Regions from separate parts of the Mus musculus genome. Here all the other regions are linked to region 3. Evidence: chromatin contacts called from public Hi-C and HiChIP or PLAC-seq data. All regions are on one chromosome and are shown on one strand. The core of a region is the stretch at or near the end of the contact, and the rest is flanking DNA. Distances in the headings are between cores, read along the strand shown. Region 1 overlaps Slc44a1 (solute carrier family 44, member 1). Region 2 has its middle 39 kb from the start of Fsd1l. Region 3 holds the start of Abca1 (ATP-binding cassette, sub-family A (ABC1), member 1). Region 4 overlaps Slc44a1 (solute carrier family 44, member 1). Region 5 holds the start of Slc44a1 (solute carrier family 44, member 1).

Region 1 (2,700 bases), core at 170-2,669, 300 kb after region 3:
AGATGTCTTGTCACATCATGGAAGAACAATCTTGTGTGTCGTCAGGGGGTCGGACAAGTCCAGCCACTCAAAGCCCTGTCATTCTCAGTGTCCTTGATCTGCAGACACGGCTCTATAAATCTCTGGAACAAGTTTTCCCAACTTAGCTGTAGGTCTGCAGTAAAATAAAGCCCACTTGTCCGCTTCATCTTCTCCAGATTCTTGCTGCATTTGTGGTGATTAAGGTGACAGCCTCAAGAGGCACAGTCGTAAGCTGTCAATTCGTTCATCATCTCATACAGCGAGCCTGATTCATTCATTCAGTGAGTAGACACTGAGCATTTTCATGTGCTAGAAACTGTTTTACATTCTTGGGATATAACACAGAATACCTAGGTGATCTTCCAGACTACAAAGATCTATGACTAGGTAAGATACCGTAATTTAGCTAACAAAGATGTTCACTGTATGGAGAGAAGCGAGGTATGAAAGAGGGTGAGCGTCGACCATAGTGTGTGTGTATGTGTGTGTGAGTGTGTTCATGAAAAGCCTCCCTGAAATGAAGAGACAAACTAGGTTGATAGCCAGGAAAGGAAGGATAGTAAGTCAAAACGGAAGAGACAGAGCTGCGTTTGAGAGGGAGAAAGGGCAGTCAGAACGCCAGAGTGGCTGGGCAGCTTGAGGTCAGAGGTAGTGGGTACCAGGGACCTAGGATGCTTTACATCGTATAAAAACTTCATCTTTTCACGGCTGGAGAGATGTCTCAGTGGTTGGGAGCTATGACTGCTTTCAGAGGACCCACACTGGGTGTCTCACAACCCCTCTAACTCTGGCTCCAAGGGATCTAAGGCTGTCTTCTAGCTTTCACAGGTACCTGCGTGAACCTGGTACACACACATAGGAAAATAAATATTTTTTTAAAGAATGAAATTTTAATGTGTTTGAATTTGTAATGACTACGGACCTTTTTATATTCTATCTCATTCTCTACGCTATCTATCTATCTGTCTGTCTGTCTATCTATCTATCTATCTATCTATCTATCTATCTATCTATCTATCATCTATCTTTCTATCCACCTACCTACCTATCAGATATCAGAGTACCCTATAGTAAGCAGAAGATGGCATCAGTTCAAATTGTTTCTATGAGGGATTCAAATGTTTCTGCTACCATACTATGTAGGGAAGCCTAGAATAACTCCATATGTGCAGACTCAGGCACTGGAAACAATAGGGTTGATGGGAAAAGAGAGTTAGGGTAGGACACTAAACCAAGAAAGCTTAAAGAAAGTCCAGTAATTGCTAAAAGTACGAATGAATAAACAGCTGTCTAGAGTTATGCCTGTTGTTTATCTAGGCTCACACTGGGGAAGGTCTGTGTCATCTCATGTTATGGAATCCTGTGTCCTTTGAGAAGGAAGTCTTGCTTCTGATACATCATTTCATAAGAGGCAAAGGGCTGGTCTAGTGTACAGCCTGATTAGTTCAGACAGAGAGGAAGGCCTGGGCATCTCCTTCTGCATCTGCAGCCCACATTGAAAAGAAGTCAGTGTTCTGAAGCCACTGAGTTGGTCACCACATAAGCTCCGGGAAGTCATTTCTGTAGATCTCCAGCCATCCTCCCACCCAAGGTTGTCTTCTGTTGCCAATGCTTTCTCTTTAATAATAGTGAAAAAAACTTACCTCTGCTTGAACACATCAGCATGCTGGGAAAAATCTCCTGGGAGCCAGTGTGACCTTAGGACATAATGCTGACTGATGCCAGTTGGGTATGAGGCCGGAAACACTGTAGAGTCGACTGTACTGCTGCCCTCGTTGTTTCTTAGGTCTGACCTGCAGCTAGGATCAGCTTCTTTGCGATTCTTGTTCAAATAGATACTCAGGGATTGCAGATATGGTTCAGTTGTAACATACTGGTCTAGCAAACATGCAGACCTGGGGTTTTATTCCTAATACTGCACGTGAAGATATGTGGACATTTAGCAAGAAATACCATAACATTAGTTTAATAGTGTGAAGAGAGGTATAATAGTGTATATTTTTAAATCTAGCACTTGGGAGGCTGAGGCAGAACTGCAGGTTCAAGGCTAGCCTGGGCTATTTAGACTTCAAGGTTATTCTGGGTCATTAATGACTTGATATCTCAAAAACAAAAATAAAAATAAAACAAATGTGGAAAAAAAGCCCAACATCTGTTTTAAAAGCAATTTTAAAAAAATCACACATATACAAATAGTGTTGCGTTGGGGATGAAAATGGCTCAACTGTTTGGAGCACTGGCTGCTCTTTCAGAGGACATTTTAATTCCCAGCATTCACAATGGCAGCTTATAACTATCTGGAGTGCCAGTCCTTAGAATCTCATGCTCTCTGTTGGTCTCTACAGGCAGTGCACACACATGGTACACAGACAGTCTCTCAAACACGCATACACATAACATTAAATAAAATGTCAAAAAACCTTAACGTATTTAAATAAAACCCATTGCTACATCTTTAACAAGACTCACTTGTTAGGTAACTTAATGTCTTTGACAGTGAGGACTTAGTTTACGTTAGACATTTATACTGAGATTATTATCACCATTAACATTGTTCTAGAAGATTAATTAGTGCAGTAAGCCATAAAGCCAAAAACAAGAAGAATGACTGTAAGCGGTGAGTTAGGAAACAAAATCAACTACATTTATTAATAAGTTCTGTGGAACACAGTAGTCTGC
Region 2 (2,700 bases), core at 138-2,637, 430 kb after region 3:
GCACCTGGGTGCTGGCTTACAATGTCAACTGCGGTCTGCTGACCTCTGTCTATGGAAACCAACTATTATTTGGGGAGTTTCCATTGTGGATGAACCCAGCGCTCACCCATCTCCCAAATATAACTTAATATTAAGGTGACTTAGCAGTATGAATGCTGATTATATAGTTCATTCAATAACAGAGCACAGGTGCAGTGGACTAAATCTGACAAGCCTGGAGTTTAATGGTGATAATGCATTTGCTTCCATGGGCCCATAAAGCCAGGTCACAATGGACAAATGAGGCGGGTGTGCCCTGGGGACCTTCTGAATGGCATCAGTCTTATTAAGAAAATGGCGGAGTTCCTATCACAGAGTAGGGACTCTCGGTTGTGCGTCCCCAGCACTCCCTATGCCTTCCCATTACGCATCTGAATTCAAGGCGCACTCTGTGTGAGCTGATGGTGGGTGTTCGAGCTTGGGCGATTCTTCGGCTCTATTATCAGCACGGCAGACAGCAGGAGGAGGGAGATGAGTCTGCATTACTTTTTGTAGGTCAGCCTGTACCTGAACATAAACAAATGGAACACTTTCAGAGAACGCCTGGAAAAGATATCTGCTTGAAAAAGAGACAGGCTAGTTATTCATATCTCATGGGATGATGTAGGAAAATAAGCCGTTTCTATAATCTCATCCCAGACCCCTGAAAGAGCCTAGTGATTACAAAGACATATTTCTGTTCCATCTGCCAATTAACATGTTAGTCATGCGTTTCTATCCGGCTGCTGTAGTGACTGCTAATTGTCTTACCCAGTGTGGATGATACCGGCCTTCCTCATGGATAGAACCCAGATGCCACGTCGATGGGCCAAGTGCAACACCTTATCATAGTTCCCAGAGGCTTGCAGTGGCCCTCTGACTAGTGAGATGCAAGCTGCGGTATTACGATATTCCCAGTTCTGCCCACCTGACATAGCTGCTTCCTGTCTTGATTTCCTGGTTTTTTGTTTGTTTGTTTTTGTTTTGTTTTGTTGCAGTTGTTGTTGTTTTTTGGTTTTTGGCTACCAGAGGGACAACTGTAATGGCTGTAATCTCCCAAGCCTACGTGACACCCAGACACTGACAACGACAGTACTGGAAGATGGAGCATCTTCGAAGAGTTCCCCAGATCTGGCCTTGCTGACTTTGGGCTGGCTCCAGGAGAACTGATCCCTTTTCTCTTTTGTTTTGTTTTGCACAGTTGACACCATGTCCTAACTTAGGCGCTGTGCTCGGTCTCGAGGGGCAGAAGGCTTTCCTGTCGGATACTCAGGCATTTCCCATTTATCAAACAGGATGTGAGGAAAACTCAGAACTGAAGCAGGCCCGAGACTGACTTAATTCTGGGGAGGAAGTGAAGGCCCAGGCTCTGGAGAGAGCTGCAGAAGCTGGTGACACTGGCTGCAGCTGGGACATTACAGTATTGAACGCATAGTGTAAGGTCGCTTCAGGGACCACAAACTCCATTCTAGTGTAAGACATTTTCTAATGGTCAGGAAAATGTTAAAATGTAGAGAGCACCTTCTTGGAGACAGGGGGTAGGAAGAATAGGAAGAGGAACTGTGGGAGGGGAGACCAGAAGGGGACAATGGCTGGATTATAAAGAAATAAAATAATAAGAAGAAGAAAAAAATGAAGGTGGACTCAGGGCATGCTGAGTTCGTTCACTGAGCAGTGGTTTCTGCCCATGGGTGGCATTCAGATGCATGCCTTTCATTAAAGTCTCTTACTCTGTGCTCTCTGTCATCCTCCCTGGATAGCCACAGAATGGAAACTTTAAATTTCCCATGGAATTTTTGTTTGTATTTCATTTGTAGCAATGTAACTTACCTCCCTCTCCCTCTCCCTCTCCCTCTCCCTTCCCCTCTCCCTCCCCCCTCCCCCCAGTCTGTGGATGTGGATGTGCCAGAAGTCAACTTCAGATGTGATACCTCAGAATGCTTTCCATCTGTGTTTTGAGACAGACTCTCACTGGCCTGGAACTGATCAACTGAACCTAGGATCAGACAGGCCAGAGATTCCTAGTGATCATAGGCAGATCTGCCTCCCAGTGCACCGACAACCACACCCTTCTCTCTGACTCGGTCTCTCCCACTTCCGGTTGTGTCTTATTTAGGTTTACCATTGCTATGATGAAACACCATGACCAAAAGCGAGTTGAGGACAAAAGGGATAATTTGGTTATGTTCCCACCTCCATAGTCTAAGCCATCGCCCCCTGTGGTTCTGGGGGTTCAACTCAGAACCCCATACTTATGCAACAAGCATCTCCCCAGCTCACCCCAGCTCATTTTAGACTATCAGAGTTGTTATTTAACTTGGATTTATCATGTTAATGTGGCAGTAAAACACAGCAACATTTTGATTTTCAGATACTAATGGGTATATTTCTTTTAATCTGTGTTTAAAGCCATAGTAATAAGATCCATTCCCAACTACACTGTTACTTTTATGTCCAGTAAACTAGCCATTAAGACCATTTTTGGCAGCAATTTCTGTAAATACATGAATATTCTTTGTGGAAAAGGGGTCTTTTTCTTTCCTTGGTGGAGACCAGGCTCTTTGATGGGTAGATTTGAGAAAAGCTGAGTCTTTATTGGATCTAATGAATGATCCCTTGATGAAGTCTAAATTCACAGGATGAGCTTCATGACTTTGTAGAAGTGCCCCATAGGAACTGGCA
Region 3 (2,700 bases), core at 15-2,514:
ACATAGACTGGCTTTCTTGGCCTCGGGTTTCCTCCCAGTTTGGAAACACCAGTTTTGACCAGATTCACAGTGAAGCAAAAGGACTAGAGACTCTCACTCCGCACCAGGCCATACCTAGGCTACCCGGCCAGGAGGCGCTGCGGGCCAGTCTCCAGGGGCCACCCGCAGGCCGCCCAGCCCCCACCCCCTGGCGGCGGAGCCCGGCCCAGCACCCGAGCTGCGAGTTCTGTGCTGCCCGATGGGGTTACTTGCGGTCATTCGGCTGCACAACCTAGCCCCAGCTTCCCAATCGGTGCTCAGCCCGAAGTCTCCCCAAGGGAAGACTAGCAAAAAGCAGTAAGATGAGGGTGGATTGGGCACCCCAGTTTCGGGTTTCTGCAGACTCTCTTAAGTTTTCTGTCTTTAGAAGGAACAAAAGTGGTCTCCCACTTTGCGCCAGGGACTGCAGCCCTCCAGAGCGCAGGAAGCCTGTGGGCAGGACCCCGGAGTCGAACAAAGCCCAGAGAACTCAAGCAGCAGTAACATAAAAGACCCCGTTTAGGACACTTCCTACTAGAGTTCTTTGGAAACAAGGACATGCAGTCCCAGTCCCGGGAAGAGAACCTCCAAGTCAGAGGCCAACACAAACCAGTTAAATAATGGAGTGAGGACTCAGATGTGACACTTGTGGGCGACGGCCTACCCCGCGCCAGACAAAAGGAGACCCTTTGTAGAGGATTCCCTTCTCCCTACCCCACTGGCTGTACCCCGAGGACGTCCGGGAACCTTGGCTCACACTGCGCCCAAGAGGCGAGTCTCCGACGCCGGAGATGCTCTCGCTGGTCTCCGATTCCGGGAGACCCGAGTGCGGCAGTTCTGAGTCCCAGGGTCGACAGGGCCCGTCCCAGAACATTCTTTCCCTGTTTATGCCTCCCCTGTACTATTTGCATCCCCAGAAGTAAGGTACATGGGAGTTCGAGTCCCCCCAGTGTCCCCAAAACGGAGAGCTTCCCAACGCTTCCTTGGCCCCGAAACAAAATGCCCAAGTCACTGAAGAACCTCTTACCTGTTTTCCACTTTGCTGTTTGAGTCTGTTTTCCCTACCCCTGCACAAACCCTTCCAGAAAGGGGAAGAAAAAAGTGGGGGGAAACAGGGAGCAGAGCAGCTCCCCAAGCCGGCTGTGGTTGCGCGGGTCCCGCGGCGCCCCCTGCCCAGCTTTGCGCTGCGCCGCGGAGAGAAGTGGGCTCTGCCGGTCCCGGCCCGCTCGCTCGCCCTCGGAATTACTGGTTTTTGCCGCGACTAGTTCCTTTTATAGATTCGGCTGTGCCGAGCGCCGGGGTTACTACCGGTCAAACGCTGTTCTCTCCCTCTTTCCCCCGCCCCCTTCCCGGCCTCTGTTTATGTAGTTCAGTCACTCAGCAGAAAGCACGTGGAGACATGGCCCGCCCCTTAAACCGGCGACAGTGCGCCGCCGCAGCGGGCACTGGGGGCGCATGGTGAGAGCTTTGTGGGGCCCGCTTTCTGTAGCCCTGGCCCTGACCTGCTAGCCTTCGGGAAACGGGAAACTCCGGACTTGCGCTGAGCCAGGGACTCCACATTCCCGGCAGAGGAGGAAAGGGGAAAAGCTCGTTCTCTAAACTCCTCTTTCTGCAATTGTTTGGGGTTTTGTGGGTGTTGCTTTTTGAGTTTTGTTTGTTTTGTTTGTGTGTGTATGCCCTCTTCCTCTCTCCCTCCCGCTCTCCCTTACTCCCACTCTCCCCCCTCTCCTTTTGTTAGTTTGCTCAGCCCCCAACTTGGGAAGGAAAACTCCCCACCCCACCCCACCCCCAGATGCCAACCATTTTCGGTCTCTTCCTTTTCTTCCTTTAAAAGTCCTAGATTGGGGGAAGGGATGTGGAATGGACAGTGAATATCAGCCTATTTTGGTGTCTGCCTCAAACCTTTACATTGATTTTGAAGAGAAGATCTCTACCTTCCAGGGACCTAGTCTGCACCTTCTACACACACACACACACACACACACACACACACACACACACACACACACCTTCCAGGGACCTAGTCTGCACCTTCTACACACACACACACACACACACACACACACTCCACTAGTAATAGGTACCTATAAGCCACAAGGGGCAGCTGTGGTCACAAGAGTGGGTTTTGATGATGTCAAACGACCAAAGTTAGATAAAGTTTTTCTGCCTCTATTTTATTTGTTTTAATTGAGACAGAGTCTCATGTAGTCTGCTCATAAACTCAATAACCTTGAATTCCTAATCCTCTTGCCTCCCAAGGCCTAAAATTACAGGAACAGAGTACCACACCCACATTTGTACAGTGCGGAGAGATGGAACCCAGCCTCTTGCATAGCAGGCAAGCATTCAGCCAGCTGAGAGCTACATCCTTGGCCCTTGCTTCCTGTCTCTCAAGAGAGAACGTTCTCTCTGCCTCAGAGTTTTCTGAAAATGAATTTCGTTGGAACTTTTGAAGTCCTCGGAAGAAGAGTGCCAACACCAGAATCCTACTGACTGAACATCAGTGCCAATCTCTAGTGACATCCATACCCTATAAACCATTTCCTATGCCAGACTTTTAAAAGTCCAGCACTGGCAAAGAATTTAAAATAATATGTGTGACCATCTGTGTACAAAGGAAAACGCCTAAGGGGAAAGGATCGTTCTTTGCATGATTTTAGGAGATTAAGTCTTTATGCAGCT
Region 4 (2,700 bases), core at 121-2,620, 350 kb after region 3:
TGATTCCATAAATGATAATGGATTCCTTTTTCATTGCAGGCATTATTTAGGTACTGAGGGTATAGAAATAGATTCAATAGTCAACCAGCCCTGCTCTCCTAGAGTTGATTGCTACTGGTGGAGATTGATAGTAACACATATGTAAGTGCTGAGGAGCAAATAAGGCTGGTTTTCTCTCTCTCTCTCTCTCTCTCTCTCTCTCTCTCTCTCTCTCTCTCTCTCTCTCTCTCTCTCTCTCTCTCCCTCTCTCTCTCTCTCCCCCTCTCTCTGTCTCTGTCTCTGTGTGTGTGTGTTGAGGGGCAGGGTTTCACAGCCTAGTTTAGGTTGACCTCAGATTAGCACTTTCCAGTCTCAGCCCCTGTGTCTCCTGATGCTGTCCCTAGTCTGTTCATGACAGCAGTGCACGGTCACCGCTTAGAGCTCCCTCTTCCTAATGCTGCCACAGTGACAAATCTCAAGGTGTGTTTTTGGTTTTTATTTTGTTTTGTTTTGTTTTTGTCTTTGTTTTCTAGTGTTTTTTGCTTGAGCGGGTATTGAACCTTTGAATACATGCTAAGCAAGTGCTATAGCACTGAGCTACATCCCCACCCTTGCACATGGACTCTTGAGGGACAGATATTGAAGCTGTAGAAGTACATGTGCTTATGGGCAGAGGGAGACTGTTGCAACCATCGTACAACCCCCTAGATCACAATCTACTCTTAGTCACTGTGCCCAGCCAGCCTCTCTTAATTCTGTTGTTCCAGAGTGTTGGGGGGCAAGCATGTTTTATTAATGGTGTGTTGTTGTAGTTAGCTAGGTTAGTTTGTAGTTAGCTTGGTTTGGGTATGCACTTCCCATAGTTCTGTGGGTTAAATAAGATGGCCCTCCTTGGGACACTTGGATCCTGGCCCCGTGTGATGCCTGGACTTGCCTTTCCTTGTCTTTCCTCCTCCTCCATGGAAGGAAGAGGTCTCTTTGGGCAGAACTCTTCCGAGGGTAGAGAACAGATCCTCTGCAGCCTGCATTTAGAATCAGCAGAAGGCCTGCATTGCTGTTATTTAGCAGTAGCAGAAGGGTCTGCATCGCTGCTGGGTATTTTATTTTGGTGACTCACTAAGGGCAACGTGCTCCATAGAAAGGGGCTGTACATTATAAACTGATTCCAGGTAATAATTGGACAAATGATCAGACTCCATTTTTATTCCCCTCTGGGGAAGACATGTGTCAGGACTCGCTAAAGCGGAAGCATCCGAGGGGCTTTGCTGCCAGCTTCTCAGCCTTAGTGCCGCAGTGCTTGATTAGAGAGGAGAGAAGCCAAATCCGGCAGGAGGCGGCCAGCAGACCTGGTATCTGTTTGCCACCTCTTGCTCCAAAAAAGCCTTACTGCAGAGTTGCCATGGCAGCAGGAGGCAATTTAATGGCAAGGGCTCATCTCTGGATCCGCACTGCTGTGCCCAGCTTTTCCCCCTGGCCTTCAGTTTGATCAGCTGCTTACACCAGGGCCTTACTGTGAGGTGTCCTTGTAGCTACACATTGCCTTATGGAGCAAAGTGTGAGATCCCCTGAATTCTCAGGACAGCCACCTCTCCCCCCCACCCCCCAAACACTTCTCCTCGGCACATATCTCTTTGATGTTCCACCCTAGAGTCAGCCCTATCCGATCATTTGCAGTTCCTTAAATATGCTCTTTCATGCTTCTGCGCTTTTAGGCATGCGGTTTCCTCTGCCCGAGTGCTCCCTTCCCCATCTGTCTGGAAAATTCCTACTCAATTTCAAAATGCAGCTTAGACTCCTCCTCCCCCTCCCTCATGCTCTCTCTCACCCTCTTTCCTCCTTGCAGATCTGTACAGCTTCTACAGCCATCTCAACCTCGTCACGTGGGGTTGAAATGACTCGTTGTACTCCTGCCTCTTTTTCTGTAGTCTGAGAGTTATTTGCATTCAAAATTTGTGTTTTGTAGATTTTTGCACTGAAAGGGCCTTTCCTGGGAGTAATATGTAACAATGTTTGTGGAATTACGGGATGCTTTTTTGTGAATTAAGTCCTGTCTAATGCTAATCCTTTGAGTGCTGTTCCCTACAAAGGTAAACCACTGCATTGTAAGTAGTCAGAGTTCCTTCTGCTACAGACCTGATGGACCAGCCAGCCATCAACCTGACACTGGTGGCTGTGCCCTGTCTTTCCAGTTAGGATCAGAGAGAATAACATTTGTGGGTCAGACTTTACGTCTATGCGATCTCCAATTGTTACCCACCATCTGGATCCCTCCGTGGGCTATTGAATTGTAGTATGCTGAGGACACAGCCTCTGAGGCTTTGTGAGATACAGTAACTCCTTGGTAAATCTCATTTTCTCTACCTTCTTCTCTTCTTGGTGGGGACAGTAAAAGCCAAATAGAGGTTCAAGCCACCGTTAAACATGTAGCAGCATCTAACTGGGTTTCATCATCTCACTCTGAGCACAGCTTTTCAAGTTACTCCTTTCCTGTGGCTCTTTTCCTTTTCCTGACCGCCTGTGATTTATGGCTTGCGCCTTCCCTGTTGCCCATTCTCATGTTTGGTGCCTATGTCCTGTGTACTGTGCAGACACGCTGCTTTTTGTGGGTATTCTAACCTTTCTTTCCTCCTGGAAAGAATTTGGTATTTCCAGATTTCCAAGTTAGAATAGATTTTGCTTCATTTCTTCTTCAAATAACCCCAGAACCCACCTGAACTGAGC
Region 5 (2,700 bases), core at 176-2,675, 280 kb after region 3:
GACCTGTCCACTGCCTACCCACATTATTTAATCTTACACTTTGCAGCCATCCCTGCTATCAGGACTTCACAGAGGATCATGAGGTTTGGAGGAACAAGCCATCCAGGAAATGGTAATGCAAAACACCAACTAGGGAATTTTCTGTGTGTGAGTTTGTCTCCATTCCATACCCCTCCCACCCACACCCATTCCCCACCCTCTTGTTTAGATTTCTCCTTTCCTTGCTCCTCTAGTCAACTTCCCCTTTGAGTTTGAGTCACCTTGAAATCTGCCTTTTATGGACAAGTCAGCATTTCTGGGGTCTCACTCTGGTATCTTTGCAAACCTTTTGATCCCAGTCTTTGCAACACCTTGACAATATGAAACAAGACCGGAATGTTTATATGAGTGTTAGATACATGCGCGTTTCGGTGATAGTTAATCATGACCTTGTTTACTCTCGCCATTTTTAAACTGCTCTCGCTTCACTGTATCTGTAATGACTTCCCTAACATTGGAAATTTCTTAAAGGTTGTGCATGTCTAACTTGTTGCTACCCCCAACGCATATTAATACAGGTTTCGTTTTTTTTAATAAGAGAGTAGCAACTTTGCCTTTTATCGCCTGTTTAATCTTAGTGCCATAAATTTCTAGACTGTAATATAGTGAGTGCCTCGGTAAATATTTTAAAGATGAATTGGTGCGTGTGTTTATGTGTGTGCCCGCGCTACCATGTGTAAGAAAGTTTAGTGAAGAACCAACATGGCTTTGACTTGAGGGCCTGGAGTACTACCTTCCCCTCCCATTTCTGGCTCTTTTACTACAATTTCCAGTTGGGTGCTCTCACTGTCGTCGGCCTCCTTCAAGGCTTAGTGTCCACATCAGCAAAATGGGGCCAGGAGCAACAGATGATATTTTTCCACTTCCATCACCCATTCCTTCTCCATGGGAGGTTTTGCAAATACTCTCTCTTCTGGGTAACATAAACAGCCGCCAGAGCCCTAAAAAAAGCTCCGGGTCAGTGACCTCAGAGGCGCTCCCACCCGGGAGAAGGAGCGACCCCCGGTGACCTCCCCGTGCCTCGCGCGTACAGAAGCAAGTCGGCCGCCTTCCCTCTGCGAGCCCGCCGGGTCCACGGGCGCCTCGGCCTCAGACGCCCTCTCGCCGCCCCGAGGCAGAGCTCGGCCTCGGTGCCACCGCGAAATGGGCCCGGCGCCGCGCAGACTCCTGCGCGCGCCCAAGGGCCCGGCCTCGTTCTGGGCTGCCGTCGTCCCCGCCGTCCGCGCCGCGCGGCGCTGCACTGGGGGCGGGGAGTCTGATGGGAGACGCGCGCGGCGCCGAGGAGGAGGCGGCTGCAGCCCGGGAGAGGGAGCGGGAGCGGGACTGGGAGCGGGTGGTGGGAGGCGGGGGCCAGGGGGAGGGGCTGCCGCCGCCGCCCGCCCCTTTCCGCTGGGGAGCAGCTGCAGCAGCAGGAGCGGAGCCGGAGCCGCGCAGCCGCCGCCGCCGCCGCTGCCGCCGCCGGGGGATGTGGCCGGCGCCTGCCCCGGACCGCGCAGCCTCCTGAGTTCTTGCCGCTGTCGCCGTCGCCGCCGTCGCTGCCGAGTCGTGCGGGGCCAGGCCGCGCCCTCCCCGGGCGCCCGCCGGCTCGCATGCCGAGGGGCTCCGGGGCGTAGCTGCGCGCCCGGCGCCGCCTCCGGGCTCCTCCGGCCCCGCCATGGGCTGCTGCAGCTCCGCCTCCGCCGCGCAGGTGAGGGGCTCCCGCCTCCCGGCCGCCCGCCCGGATGCCACCCCGCGCTGTGAGCGCCTGCCGAGCCGTGCCCTTCGCTCCCCTGCCGTGCCCTGCGCCCCTCCGGTCCCCGCCGACCTCGGCGCTTCGTGCCTGGTCCCCCAATGCCCGCTGCGCTCCCTCCCCCGCTTTCGCACCTGAGCAGCCCGTCCCGCCCGTCTGCAGGTAGAGGCGCCCCGGGCGCCCGCTCTGCCCCGGGGAGGCATACGCTTCCCTCTCCTTGGGGCCCGCCAGCCTGCTCTCCACCTCCGCCGAGCCCCCCCGCCACCCACAGACTGTTTTCCGTGTCCCCAGAAGGTGTACCCCAGCTTGGGCTCTTCACCTCTCTTCCACCTTATTCTAGTTTCGGATCCATTTAATAAGCTGCCCATTTCCCCTGGTCTGCGGGCCCCCTTGGCCGGGATCAGGTGCTTCACTGGGTCCCGGTGCCCTTCCAGGGCCCATTTCACAGATCCCACCCGCTCGTTCCCCATCCCATCCCCCCTCTGTGCCTTGACCCTGAGCACCGCGGCCTCTCGGCGCACCGAGGCCCCTGCGGGAGCGGGGGGACTGGGCTGGGAAGGAGATTGGGCACCTGGTGGGTGACGGGAGCGTTACGGAAACTCCCTCTTTGTTGCCAGTGTAACAGGAGGAAGAGGTGCCGAATTTAGTTTTTCTGTGGGCACTGGCTGGATGTTGTCGCTGAGGGCTGAGATGCAGAGATTTCTCTCAGCTGCCACCCTGCCCCCATCCAAATTTCGCTAGCCGCCTTCTCTTTCCGATCAGAGCCTTTAACCTGGGTGGAAATGTTTGGACAACTGTGTAAGGATCAGATGTAATAGAACTTGACTGCTGGCCACTAATAACTGAGAGGACCTGTTTGTAAATTATCTAATTTAGTGGATTAGTGAGTGTATTTACAAATACGATAAAAAGCAATCAGGAATACTGCATCA

Evidence for each region. A called contact is a pair of places that touch in the nucleus more often than the background predicts. HiChIP or PLAC-seq counts read pairs in DNA pulled down with a chosen protein or histone mark.
Region 1: an H3K4me3 HiChIP or PLAC-seq map of bone marrow-derived macrophages shows a contact between it and region 3, with 6 times the contacts expected there. The contact joins the enhancer-like site here to the promoter of Abca1 in region 3. A contact is called at or near these places in 6 of 39 promoter capture datasets (the SN4741 cell line, embryonic stem cells, hematopoietic stem and progenitor cells and 2 more), 5 of 484 Hi-C or Micro-C datasets (the G1E-ER4 cell line, the N1E-115 cell line, the STO cell line and 2 more), 7 of 115 datasets of contacts at active chromatin or transcription factors (bone marrow-derived macrophages, embryonic stem cells, forebrain and 2 more) and 3 of 9 other capture datasets (adipose tissue, liver and macrophages).
Region 2: a Hi-C map of the N1E-115 cell line shows a contact between it and region 3, with 12 times the contacts expected there. The contact joins the enhancer-like site here to the promoter of Abca1 in region 3. A contact is called at or near these places in 6 of 39 promoter capture datasets (the C10 cell line, embryonic stem cells, hippocampal neurons and 2 more), 18 of 484 Hi-C or Micro-C datasets (the G1E-ER4 cell line, the N1E-115 cell line, Sertoli cells and 11 more), 11 of 115 datasets of contacts at active chromatin or transcription factors (astrocytes, cardiomyocytes, embryonic basal ganglia and 6 more) and 3 of 9 other capture datasets (adipose tissue, liver and macrophages).
Region 4: an H3K4me3 HiChIP or PLAC-seq map of bone marrow-derived macrophages shows a contact between it and region 3, with 5 times the contacts expected there. The contact joins the enhancer-like site here to the promoter of Abca1 in region 3. A contact is called at or near these places in 2 of 39 promoter capture datasets (liver and pre-B cells), 2 of 484 Hi-C or Micro-C datasets (pro-B cells and transitional/marginal zone B cells), 2 of 115 datasets of contacts at active chromatin or transcription factors (bone marrow-derived macrophages and embryonic limb bud) and 4 of 9 other capture datasets (adipose tissue, embryonic stem cells, liver and 1 more).
Region 5: a contact with region 3 is called in an H3K4me3 HiChIP or PLAC-seq map of bone marrow-derived macrophages, with 6 times the contacts expected there. The contact joins the promoter of Slc44a1 here to the promoter of Abca1 in region 3. A contact is called at or near these places in 15 of 39 promoter capture datasets (the 3T3-L1 cell line, 3T3-L1-derived adipocytes, the C10 cell line and 10 more), 1 of 15 datasets of contacts at CTCF or cohesin (embryonic stem cells), 17 of 484 Hi-C or Micro-C datasets (CD4 T cells, CD8 T cells, the G1E-ER4 cell line and 11 more), 16 of 115 datasets of contacts at active chromatin or transcription factors (astrocytes, bone marrow-derived macrophages, craniofacial prominence and 10 more) and 5 of 9 other capture datasets (adipose tissue, embryonic stem cells, liver and 2 more).

Annotation. Positions count from the first base shown.
Region 1 is chr4:53,463,087-53,465,786 of GRCm38.p6, forward strand. All of the region lies in intron 1 of Slc44a1 (solute carrier family 44, member 1), which reads left to right. Among named protein-coding and RNA genes, the nearest start is that of Slc44a1, 24 kb to the left of the region's middle. Within about 2 kb of position 1,420, at least 9 of the 459 cell types and tissues checked have an H3K27ac peak or open chromatin away from gene starts, as enhancers often do. A contact at or near this core is called in bone marrow-derived macrophages, where this site is marked.
Region 2 is chr4:53,591,289-53,593,988 of GRCm38.p6, forward strand. It overlaps a transcript of Slc44a1 not described here. Among named protein-coding and RNA genes, the nearest start is that of Fsd1l, 39 kb to the right of the region's middle. Within about 2 kb of position 1,388, at least 29 of the 459 cell types and tissues checked have an H3K27ac peak or open chromatin away from gene starts, as enhancers often do. A contact at or near this core is called in the N1E-115 cell line, adipose tissue, heart atrium and 3 more, where this site is marked.
Region 3 is chr4:53,158,631-53,161,330 of GRCm38.p6, forward strand. It overlaps Abca1 (ATP-binding cassette, sub-family A (ABC1), member 1), which reads right to left and starts at 1,265. Exons shown (of 50, transcript NM_013454.3): 1 at 1,046-1,265.
Region 4 is chr4:53,510,956-53,513,655 of GRCm38.p6, forward strand. The region is part of intron 3 of Slc44a1 (solute carrier family 44, member 1); the gene reads left to right. Among named protein-coding and RNA genes, the nearest start is that of Slc44a1, 72 kb to the left of the region's middle. Within about 2 kb of position 1,371, at least 146 of the 459 cell types and tissues checked have an H3K27ac peak or open chromatin away from gene starts, as enhancers often do. A contact at or near this core is called in adipose tissue, bone marrow-derived macrophages, pre-B cells and 2 more, where this site is marked.
Region 5 is chr4:53,438,991-53,441,690 of GRCm38.p6, forward strand. Slc44a1 (solute carrier family 44, member 1) reads left to right here and starts at 1,426. Exons shown (of 16, transcript NM_001374697.1): 1 at 1,426-1,726. The coding sequence starts at 1,694.